2 separate regions of the Canis lupus genome follow, and region 1 is linked to region 2. Evidence: chromatin contacts called from public Hi-C data. All regions are on one chromosome and are shown on one strand. Each heading gives the region's core, a stretch centred on a gene start, on an enhancer-like site or on the middle of the called end of the contact. The rest is flanking DNA. Distances are from core to core; before and after follow the strand shown. Region 1 overlaps PRKCE (protein kinase C epsilon type). Region 2 overlaps LOC119876732 (a long non-coding RNA gene).

Region 1 (5,867 bases), core at 1,106-3,605, 120 kb after region 2:
AGTTTCTCTCCTTCCTCCTCATGCATACTTTGTAGTTGCCACTTTATCTGCCACCCCTTTTGTTAGGTTTTATAGCTTCACAGTCATGCCGCCTCCCCTCTGGCAAGACTGGAAGGAATGTGTGTGTACATATGTGCGTGTCTGCTTTCGTGGATATGTTTGCGTGCACACCCATGCACACGTATATGTGGGTATGTGCACATATATGTACACACACCTGTGCATACACACACGTGTGAGTTTCTGTATGTGTGTGTCTGAGTATTGTGCATGCACATAGTCATGCTCGTTTGCTGGTGAGTAGCCCCCCTCAGTGAGTGATATGGCATTGGAGTAGGATCTAGAGCCCTGACAAAGTGAAAAAATAACTTTTTCTGCATCCAGAGACCATAGTTTAAATTTATTTCACCTGTGGTACAGAACTGTGGAGGGATTCTGTTTCCTGAGTTTGTAAGTTATTTTCTCTTCAATGGGCCTTAACCAGTTTGCTTTTAGCATGATGTTTGTATTCTGTGCTCATATAGTTTGGTGTGCTTTGCTACTTGGGGTTGTGCCTCGGGTTTAGGATCGATTAACCTGTGGATGTTCAGCCTTCACAAGTGCGTACCTGTCTCCAAACCCTGAAATTCCAGCATCTTGGGTAAAGCTGTAGGAGGAGAGGGGAGGAACAGATAGATAGAAGCACATACGCAGCCCCAATCTCCATGCTTCTTTGCCCTTCCGGGGGTGTAGCAGGCACGCGCATACCCCATACCCAGTCACTCGGTCCCTCATATCCACAGTCCTGGATGCCCAGCTGAACGTTGATGCATGACCACCACAAAGGATTTGCAGTTCTGCAAAAGGTAGGGCTATGAAACATTCCCCTTCCCCTGTGCTCACAGGTCTCCTACCCCCTCTCCCGGGTGGCTCTTGTATAGAGGATGCCAGGCCCCGGCCTGGGGGTGAGCGCCAGCCCCCTTCAGGGTCCCAGTGGGCCATGTTCTGCTGCCCTCCCCATCCACAGAATTACATCTCTTCCCTGGGGTCAAGCCCCGAGCAGCCAGGCTCGAGCTAGAATTACTACACAGACTCATCGAAGGTGGAAATCCTGCTTCCTCTATCTGGAAAACACAACATTGGCTGTGGCTTTTTATTTTAGGAGTGTGATACTGCTCTTCTGTTCCAAAGTATGAGGATCACTCAGGCTTTTCACATGCACATAGATTGTAGTGTTTGAGTTGTATTCATATTCGGGGAGGTTGTAGCATTTGAGATGCACTCAGACGTATGGTGTCCCTGCCACAGTGCTGCTGGGCCTGCTGGAGGGACGACTGAGTGTCTTCACTGAGAGCAGTGAAGATGGCTTTAGCTTCATACCTTCGCAGGAGGACCAGGCTGGCACGGCCATGGTCCCGCCCCCAAACCCACAAAAACACCCTGTGATTTAGGCAGGCGGTAGTTATGGTTATCCTTACTTCATAGGTGGATGATGAAATTGAGACAGCGCGAAGCCCAGGGGCCAGGGTGCCAGCTCCCTAACCGCACCCTCCCCCCTGACCTGTAGGGCATCAGGGCCCCCCACGGCAGATTATTTCTTCCTTCCTAAAAATCCAGGCTGTTTCTTGCCACGCGGAAGACAATGAAATCCTCAACCAAGGGTGAAAAAAAGACCAACCAAATCAAAACAAACAAGGGCTTTTTTTTTTTTCTTCTTCTTCTTCTTAACACTTTTCTTAGGAAGTCATTAAGGAATTATTGAGCTGATTATGTGGGTGGAAATTATTTAAGTTCGGTCATTGTTTAGGCTGCCCAGTTTGGCTGCATTAGGAATGGGCTCCCAGCAACCACCCTACTGTTCTCTCCATGCTTGGGGAGGGCTGGGGGCCCCGCCCAGGTGCTCTCCTGTCCCAGATCCAGTGGCAGCAGTGACAATGAGGGGCACCCGTGTCCTGGGGTGGGGACCCGCTGGCCACGAGGGCGAGTGGGGCGCGGAGGTGGGAGAGGCCGTGGCTGGCGCTTGCCCAGGCTGCCGGACTTCCCTGTGTCGGGGAGCTAGAGGTGACCTGGGGGCCTGGGGCCGGGGCCGAGCAAAGGGAAGGGCTCCGGAAGGAGGCAGAAGCTGTTCTGCGGCTTCCCTGCAGCAGATCCTTTCCTGGCAGAGGCCGCGGGCCTCGCAGGCGCCTAATGAGGGGGTCCCTCCGGCAGTGGCAGCGCAGCGAGCGCGGTCGGGACCCCCGCGGCCCCGGGTTGACCTCTCGGGCACAGCCGCGTCCTGCAGAGGCGGGGGCCCAGGTCACCCCCCCCTCCAGCCGCCCCGTGTGACGTGGGCCCAATCCTGGCCATCTTCCCCTTCCTCCTCCTTTGTCTTTTCTCAGAACTTTTGTTCCGGTTTTGCACTGGCCTAAGACACAGGGGCAGTGGGGTGGCTCTGTCGGGGTGATTGGGGCCTGTGCGCTGCGGCCGCCCTGACCCTGCGCTGCGCCCCTTCCTCGCCCGCGCCGGCCTTGGCTGGAAACCTTCCCGGGCTCCCAGATCCCGAGGGTGCGGGCGGCGGAGAGGGGGAGCGGGCGGGTGACCCCAGCTCCCGGGGCCGGAGGCGGCCCCCTCCCCGCCCGGGGTCCACGGAAGGGAAGGCGGCCCCTCGTTTCATTCTCTGGGCAGCTCTCAGAAGGGGACTCTTTCCATCAGACAGAAGGGGAAACTGAGGCCCAGAGGGATTTGAGTGGCTCATTTCACCAAGTTAAGCAGGTACCTTGATGCATAGGGTGGGAATCAGCCCCCAGACCGGCTGGTGCCTGGGGAAGGGCTTCTTCAGAGGGAGAGCGAGGGCGAAGCCAGGGAAGTCAAAGGAAGTGAAGGAGGAGGGGAAAGAGAGGGGGGAGGTGGGGGAGCCCTGGTGAGGGACGTTCTCACATCTGCCTCTGGGGCTCTCGCTGAGGCTCCTTCTCCAATGAGTGCGGATCTGGTCACCTTGCCCCCGCATTTCTCCATCACTTGCAGTAGTCGGTGGCTTCTTACAGCTGGTGGCTCATCTTTCGGTCATCACGCCTGGTCTTGGGCCTTTTGGGGACACTGGAGACCATGAGAGAGACGGGCTCTTCCCTCAGTGAATTTGCAGTCTACACTGGGTCAACACGCTTGGGAGCACTAAGGCAGCAAAGGGTGGTTGACCGCGGGAGAAAAAAGCCAACATGTGTTGAGCGCCTGCCGCGTGCCTGGCACCATTTAGGACGGAGCCATGGGCTCTGAGGGACAGACCCCAAGAGGGGAAGGCAGTGAGGGAGGGTATCTCAGCGAAAGAAGAGAATGCTGCAGAATGTGGGACCCCACCCTGCTGTGGAAAGGGCAGAGATACGGAAGTGAGGGATGCTCTCCTGGCCACCTGAGTGCCTTTTTGCTGGGTGTTTGGAATCCAGCTCTCCTGAACGGCTGGTGGGGGGTGGGGTGACGCATCTGGGCTGGATACAACCTGAAAGTGGGGAGCACCATTCCCAGGAAGGCCAGGACCCCACCCAGTAATCTTCTTCTGGCTCCTCTGTCTCTTCCCCTTTGGGTTTCCTTGGGCATTGGCTGCATAGCCCCTGTGAGGGGTCCTGTGAGCAGAACTCCTTCCAGATGGGTCTTCCAAGGCCATGAGTCCAAGAAGATCTGCCTTGGCTCCTGCGACCTGCAGCCTGCCATCTCTGCCCTGTGATGGGTGAGCCAGCAGAGAGGCCATGTCACTGCCACCAGACGTGTGCCCCCAGGAGAAGGGTGCCCGGGCTGCAGGGGGCGGGGCAGAGAGGGGCTGGTGGGCTGGAGGAGACCAGGATCGCGCTTGCTCCTGGCCAGCCATGTGACTTGGGTGAAGATGGCTGGGATCACCACTCACTCTGGCACCAGTGGGTCCGATCTTCCCAGCAGCTTATGAAGGAGGTGCTGTCAGTATACCCCTCATGCATGTGAGGGCCGAGGAGCTCAGGAAATTTATGGGTGCTAGGAGGCCGAGCTGGGATTCGAGTCTTCCTGGCACCCAAGACTTTGTGCTAATGATTAGGGCACACCACACCGTCTCCCCAGTTATTACCCCTGGGCGTCTCCTGGAGCCACCAGGCCCCACACAAGGCACATTGGGTGGAATGCCTGACAGCTCCCTGCCGCCCCGGCAGGCTGGGCCCTTACCACCGTCCCCACCCAGCACAGCTCACTAATCTGAACTGTCGGCTGCCGATAGCCACATTGGGTTAGGAATAGAAATGCCCTGCTGGGCCCCAGAGCCCTCCCGTCTGCCACCACTCGTCTGGGGGACGCACCTGTGCACCTTGTTGGTGGGGCCTCTCTCAGAGGGGTAGAGGACTGGCCAGGGGCTTGGCAGGCAGCCTGGGAGTTCCAGGGCAGCCCTGCTGGGGCGCGTGGGGAGACCACCCCTGTGGCCAGGGCCTGTGGCTGGCTCTCAGGCTTCAAGACCTCCCCTCTGTCAGCTGCTGCCTCACAAGCCCCTGTGAGGGGATTTGACACGGGCCTGGCAGGGAGGCTCCCTGTGCCATCTGTAGCTTCCAGCCTTCTGCTGCGGAGGGGCTCCCTAAATACGTGTTGAACTGAGCCATGAACACAGCACGGGGCAGAGTGGAGGCAAGGGCCTGTACAGTCGGCCTTGGCACGCGTCAGGGATTGAGTGCTGCTGTTTTCCTTCTTTCCACCAAATTCTCTTCCCTCCCATCTCTCCTGTCTTCTTTCCATTGTGCTTTAAAAGCACCCTGGGGCCCCACCCCCCACCTCCATGGTTGTCTGCCTAGGGGAGAGCTGGGTGCTAGGACTCAGGCATGGATTGCTGTGACCCTACAGAACAGGGCAAGGTGAGGAGTGGCATTCCACCAGTGGGGGTGGGGGTTGGGGGTTGGGGGGGCATTGCCCAGGAAGACCGACAGGCCTTGGCCTCTGGCACCATCTGACCTCCAAGCCTGCTGCCCCAGAGATGAATCAAGCTGGGAGACCTGGTCACCCTGACCCTGGCTCCCCTCCAGAGAGGGCCGTCCACAGTGCACCCGCCTGCAGCCAGTGCACCCTTTCCCGCGTGATCCTGAGCGCTGGCCCTGCTCCTCCTGTTCCTGAGGCCGTCTCCAAGTCCAGGGTATCACGCGGACCCGAGGAAGCACAGTGACATGGTCCCAGCAGGGTGTGGTGAAGGAAGTTGTTTTTCTTAATGGTAAACAGGATAGTAAAACAACAATAGCAGTGCAGACACTTCTCAGTTATTTACAAGTGGCTTCATCTGCGTTCTGAATACTCCAGGGCTTTCTCCTCCCAAGATGGGATGGGTTCCCAAAGGGGTTAGCAGTAAGGGAGGATCTAAGATTTATTGAGACTAGATTATACGCCAGACACATTCGTTCATATCAGTGTCCCCCAAACCTCATATGTCCGTGTTTTTATCCCATTTGCTCATGAGGAACTAAGCCTCATGGTCACATGGTTAGAAAGTGCCCTAGCCAAGCCCCTGACAGGTCTGTCTCCCTCCAGGGATGGCTGTTTCTCACCCCTCCACTGTGTGTGTGGGTGTGGACGTGTGTGTATGAGTATGTGTGCATGTATGTGCACAGGGATGTGAGGGCAGACACATGGGCAGACGGACTCCATGCAGACCATTCATCCTCATGCTCATGCAGTGCTCATGGCATTGGAGGCTCCCGAAATTCCCCCACCAGCAAAAGTTTATTCATACTACTATGAGTCTCCAGGGACCTTTTTTTTTGGGGGGGGGGGGCATTTTTTTTTTTTAAAGAGGGGAGGGGTGGAGGGGCAGAGGGAGAAAACGTCAAGCAGGCTCCACACTAAGCACAGAGCCCAACTTGTGCCGGTCTCACAACCCATGAGATCAAGAGTTAAAATCAAGAGCCAGACGCTCC
Region 2 (6,180 bases), core at 1,026-3,525:
GAGCATCCTCTCCGGACACCTGTAGCTCAAAACTGCTCTCTTTCTCCTGCTCATCACCCTTCTCTTGGCCCACACCTGCACCTGCATCTTTTCTCACAGCTGCAGGGTCCTCATAGCTCTTTTTCATACATCAAGTGGGAAAAGAATAAGGAAAACAGAGAAGGGATCAAATTTCTACTCTTGGTTAACCCAAGGGGAGCATCCTGATCTCCAGCAAAGGAGGGAAGGACCTAGTGGGAGCTGCTGCTCTCTGCTCACCTCTTCTTCTTGGTTCTCTAATAGACTATGTTTCCCAACCTCCCTTGCAGGTATGTATGGCCATATGACTAAGTCATAGCCAGTGGAATGTAGGTGACTTCACCCATTAACAACCTTCCAGGCTCCGTGCTCCAGGCCGTTCCATGATCTTTTCTCTTTGTGGATGGTTCCATTGGCTTCAGCCCCCAGAGTGACTGTGGAAGCCTGGAGAGACAGGGCCACCCTTTTGACCTGTTCACTCATTCAGTACTGTTAGGTGAGTAAGAAATAAACATCTATTGTGTTTGAGCTTTTATACACTGTGAGCATACCTGTTGGAACGGTTAGCCTACCCTAATTTATACAGAGCAGAATAGCCCACAAGCCCTGCCCCCTCCAGGAAGCCCTTGCGCATCTCTTCCCCTTTTTCTACCCTTTCCAGCTCTATCAATTGCTATTTAATGGAATGTTAACTAAAATTTAGTCTAGGGACTCGTGTCTTTATTTTATGACATACCTAGCAAAAAAGATGCTTAATAGTCACCTGATAGATTTTCCCTGCTGTGCATTTCATGGGCAATCCTGCCTCTGATATTCTATCACCATTCTATTTCCAATTTCCATCTCGCTCCCTTCTTGAGGGCTTCTCTTACCACTCCATGCCACAGTGATCTGTCCTCCTTTCAAAGTTCACTGCACCTAAGGTCACCGAGACAACTTTTGCATTAAATGTCTTAACATTCTGCAGTGTAACTGAAAAATAATGATGCATTTAAGAGATGGGAAAGACCAAGTAGAGGAGAAAAAACTGGAAGAGAAAAGTCAAGGAGGCAGGCAGAAAACTTTGGAGAGCTCAGACGTCATGGAAACCAAGGGAAGAGAGCATTTCAAGGAGGGAACAGTATCAGGTGGTACCAAAAGAGTGGTTAAGTACGCTGTGGACTCCACAGATAAGCTTGGCGGGGTGGAGACAATTGGTTCCCTCAACAAGAGGTGTCTCGGAGAGCCCCAGCATCTGTGCTCAGGCTTAGGTGGGATGGAGAGTAAGAAGAGGAGACAGGAAGCATATATAACTCTTAAGTTTGGGGAGGAGAAGAGGTTTGAGAGGTGGCCAAGAGCAATGTGAGGTGAGGCAGAGTGTGAGATGGTTTTTAGGATGGGTGAGTCTAATGGGATGGGGAAGAATGGCGGGGTTGAGGGGGGGCTGAGGGAGAGAATGAGAGGTGGCCAGCAGCAGAGTCCCCGAGAAGTCAGGCTGGGTCACAGGTCCAGGACACAGGCAGGGCCTTGGACTGGAGGGACCCTCTGCCGTGACAACTGGTGGGATAGAGGAAGGATGCTTGTCCTTTCTTCCTTCCTAAGTGTTTGTTGGGTTAGGTGGCAGAAAGTCACGGGAGCCCTGGGCTGATGGTTCAGTGTTTTGTCAGAAAATGAAACTGGGTTATCTGCTGGAATGAGAGGAGCAGCCGGGGGGGGGGGGGGGGGGGGGGGCAATTCTCTCCCACTCCCAATATTGCCCATTCTGGGGGGGGACAGTAGGGTTCCTTGGCTCTCTCTCACAGCCCTCACCTCAGCTTCAGGAGCTCACCTGCAGTTTGACGTCAGGAAAAAGGTGGGGTGTGTCCCTGGGGCCCGTCGGGAGGTAACAACATTCCTTTACCTTCAAGTTCTAACTTCTCTGAAACCTGGACTGCTTCTCCTTCATTGTTCTTCCTGAACTCAGCATGGATTTAACCGGCAAATGGATGGCCTATTGTCCTGATGCAGTGATAGGAACAGAATTCATTTTGAGAAGCTTAGTTGTTAAAAAAAAAAATTCTTTTTAAGATTCAGCATGGTGTTTTCATAGGGCAGGTGCTCGCTGGCTGCGTTTGTCTCCTGTTCATGATGGGCATGTGGTTAAGGCCACTGGTCCCATGCCCTGTGGTCTGCCCCCAGACTATCCCTTTAGCTGGTCAAGGAATCCCAGTGCTTCCAGCTTTGGGAGCCCGGCTGGGCGGCCTCGCATTCGCCAGAGGGCGCCGTCGGCTCGCGGAGGCCCTGGGCCGGGAGGTGCGGCCGCCGGGCTGCCCACGGGCCCAGGGACTAAATCACCTTATCACTCCGTCCTCGGTTGCGGCGCAGTGGAGCGAGCCAATCGTTGCCAAGGCGCTCATCTGTACAAGCAAGAGAGAGGCGAACAAGATTTGTGACACTCTTCTTATTTCAGAGTGTCATCCTTGTGACAAGTATTTATAGAGAGGGCTGTACCCAGTATGTCCGAGATCCTGGAGATCCTGGAGAGTAAGTACCCAGATGAGTCATACTGCACCTCCAAACTTAAAGACCTTTTGGGGAAGTGGTACAATTAAGACAGGTCCCAAATAAATACAAAACAAAACAAAACACTAGTTCAGGCAGAGGTCAAGACTATGAGGAGAAGCAAGGGGAAGTGGTTGGGAGGGTTCAGGGAGGAGGATCTATAGTTTCAGATAGAGGAATAAGGATTGGGACAGGGAGGGGTTAGGCCTTAAAAGAGAGAAGATTTGGGCATCTGGGTGGCTCAGTGGTTGAGTGTCTGCCTTTGGCTTAGGTTGTGATCCCAGGGTCCTGGGATTGAGTCTCACATCAGGCTCCCCCCAGGGAGCCTGCTTCTCCCTCTGCCTGTGTCTCTGCATCTCTCTCTCTCTCTCTCTCTCTCTGTGTATCTCTCTTGAACAAATAAATAAGATCTTAAAAAAAAAGAAGAAGAAGAAGAGAGAAGGATGCATCATATCTCGGTTGCAACAAAACCTGTGGGTTTAACTAGTTCAGATTGTACATCTGTTACACCTAAATGATTGTCATCGGTGACAAGAAGGCAATATTCCCTGCCCTGGAGACTTCGCTCCTTACTCTTTAAAGGGAAATTAGAAGTAGAAATGGATTGACCAAATGTTCAGAATGGATTAGAGATATATAACCTAATTTGAACAGTCAGATAAAAAAGTGGTGGTGGTGGTGGCGGGGAGGCGCCTGGCTGGTTCAATAGCTAAGCAAGTGACTCTTGCTCACCAGGTCGTGGGTTTGAGCCCCACAATGTGCGTGGAGCCTACTTAAAATTAAAAATAAAAAAAATGGTTTCACTGAACAGTAAGATCAATTCTTCTGCTAAATGATGAATTAGCCACCAGAGTGCACAGAAACAGCTGTTTGCACTTGGTGCAGGTATCATAAAACTATATACCAAAGATGTATCTAATTGGTGTTAGGAGACAAGACTCAAGGATAGAGAAGTTGAGGAAGAATCGAGTCCTTTAGTTTTAAGGACTGTGTTTACACGTATCCCCAAAACCTAAGAAAGAACTCTGTGAATATCATAGTCCACCAAGAGTTATAATAAATCTCTTAAATCCTATTGTGTTAAGGCCAGTTAAGTTTGGAACCAATTATTAAAACATCATGGACCTTTGATTTACAGAAATTTTGTTTCCAAGGCCTTAAAGTATAATTGGAATTCTTATCATTAAATGACATTTCATTGGTTCTAATGTGACAGTGTAGGAAAACCAGTAAACTCCAACTAGGAAGCCTAAGAGTTGATTTGAGACCTCTAATTAATTCCTTCTTTGGTTATTGTGAAAAATTCCCTTGTGTGGCAAGTCCATTAACTTCTCTAGGTCTCAGTTTCCTCATTTCATAGAGGAATTTAATAAGAAAAAAGAATATCAAGAATCACACAGGTGATCTCCAAAATCTTGCAGCATGTAACAAATAAGTATTAGTTCTATTGTGTCCAAATGCCCCCTTGCTGTGGATTTGGTTCTGAAGTCGCCCGTAGAACCTCTAGGTCCTGTGAGATGAAATGTTCTGTTCTGAGAGAAGGGGAGAGGGCCTGAGGTGGCTGCTGGTTCTGATACAGGCTGGATTCTCTGTGACATCTCCAGTCTTTTGCATGCCAGTGGCCCAGGGCCAAGGGGGATCAAACAGTTTCCCTCTTTTTTTTTTTTTAATTTTTATTTATTTATAATAGTCACAGAGAGAGAGAGAGAGAGAGAGAGAGAGAGAGAGAGAGAGGCAGAGACATAGGCAGAGGGAGAAGCAGGCTCCATGCACCTGGAGCCCGACGTGGGATTCAATCCCAGGTCTCCAGGATCGCGCCCTGGGCCAAAGGCAGGCACCAAACCGCTGCGCCATCCAGGGATCCCCAGTTTCCCTCTGATTGTGATTGTTGTTACCTCTAAATTTCTTTTTCTTCTTCTTCTTCTTTTTTTTTAAGATTTTGTTTATTTATTCATGGGAGACACAGAGAGAGGCAGAGACATAGGCAGAGGGAGAAGCAGGCTCCCTGCGGGGAGCCTGATGTGGGACTCTATCCCAGGACCCCGGGATCTGCCCTGAGCCGAAGGCAGATGCTCAACCACCGAGCCACCCAGGCGTCCCCACCTCTAAATTTCTGTAGCACTTTCTGACTGTGCTTTTACCTATCATTTACTGTGTGCTGCCTTGCGTCATCTTTCTGCCCCTGATATTTGAGGACAGGGTCTATGGTGTTGTTCACTGTTCTTCACCAGATAGCCCAGTCTCCTCACCCCTGCACACAGGAGAACTTCCCAGTCCTGAAGTGGTTGGGGGTGAGAGGCCACATGACTGGTTCTAGCTAACAACCAGTGAGCAAAAGTGAGTGTCACTGAGCACATCCAGTGGACTAGTTAGGTGCCTGGATAAGACCCTTGAGAGGTTCTTTTGCTTGCCGCCTATGACCACCTAAGTTCCAGATAGTGACTTATCATGCAGGAGGGAGAATGATACCAACGCAGAGCAGAGCTCCCAGCCAACCTGCCATGGACTTAGAGCAGCGTGAGGAGAAACCTGTTATTTTAAGACCATGGGATTTGGGACTATTTATTACAGCAGTATGACGTGGCCCGTTCCGACTAATAAAGGGTCACTGTGTGTCATCATCTTTGCTTCTCCAGTGTTCCAAATGATGTGGGACTCAATACCAACTGCTAAATAAATGTCTGAATTGATCTTCCTAGTTCACCTGCTGGAATAGGAATCATCAGTTTATCTATTTGTCCTCCCTAGAGCACCTGCCCCAGGATTGAGAACATAACAGGTACATAGCAAGGCCCATGGATTAATTTATATACTTAAAAGTCCCAAGATGCAGGGCACCTGGGTGACTCAGTGGGTTGACTTTGGCTCAGGTGGTGATCTCAGGGTCCTCAGACCAAGTCCTGTATCAGTCTCCCCACACAGCAAGGATTCTGCTTGTCCCTCTCCCTCTGCCCTTCCCCCTGCTCGTGCGCTCTCTAAAGAAATAAGTAAATAAAATCTTTAAGAAAAAAAAAATGTCCCAAAATGCAGCCCAACATCACCGCCAAAGATGTGGTACATGATGTTACTTTCCAGACAATGCCTGAGGGAGTGGGATCCAGGGTCAAAGGAACTGAGGAAGGAGGAGCAGCAGGCCACCTCCTGCCTGCATCTGCCTTTAAGCTCTATGGGCTTACCTCTGATCCCTCCATCTCTTTGCAGATTCTGAGTGAAGCTTGGTCTCTGGGTCACTGCAACAGAGTTCAAAGCAGAGACAGGGCCAAAATAAGAAGACATGGCAGGCCAGACATAGACCCACAACAAGAGGAAGGACCTACCGTGGGGTTGGGAATGGGGCTGGAACTCGGGTGGGGCTAGGCCAGGCAGGGCCAACAGAACTCTGGAAGGTTTCCTGTGTCATTGCATGGCTGCATATGCCATCAGATGGCCCAGGTGGTTGAATTCTGTTCCTCGTAGCATGTGTGGAATGGATGACGGTCCCTGACCAGGCCGACCTTAAGCAGAAGCCATTAACATTCTATAAATGGCAACCACTAGCACAGCAACAAAGACGTGAATATTGATATGCTAGTCTGAGGTTCTAGCATCCCCTCTCTGCTTCCTTTAACCCATCCAAACAATACCCACAGGCTGTCTTTTTTT

The links. Hi-C and Micro-C count contacts between places; a contact is called where the count stands out from the background.
Region 1: a contact with region 2 is called in a Hi-C map of liver, with 3 times the contacts expected there. The contact joins two enhancer-like sites. A contact is called at or near these places in 4 of 9 Hi-C or Micro-C datasets (amygdala, blood and liver).

What each region holds. Positions count from the first base shown.
Region 1 is chr10:49,137,601-49,143,467 of UU_Cfam_GSD_1.0, forward strand. The region is part of intron 1 of PRKCE (protein kinase C epsilon type); the gene reads left to right. Among named protein-coding and RNA genes, the nearest start is that of PRKCE, 110 kb to the left of the region's middle. Within about 2 kb of position 2,356, at least 3 of the 20 cell types and tissues checked have an H3K27ac peak or open chromatin away from gene starts, as enhancers often do. A contact at or near this core is called in liver, where this site is marked.
Region 2 is chr10:49,019,151-49,025,330 of UU_Cfam_GSD_1.0, forward strand. It overlaps LOC119876732 (a long non-coding RNA gene), which reads left to right. Exons shown (of 4, transcript XR_005365862.1): 3 at 309-514; 4 at 5,740-6,180. Among named protein-coding and RNA genes, the nearest start is that of PRKCE, 7.9 kb to the right of the region's middle. Within about 2 kb of position 2,276, at least 5 of the 20 cell types and tissues checked have an H3K27ac peak or open chromatin away from gene starts, as enhancers often do. A contact at or near this core is called in liver, where this site is marked.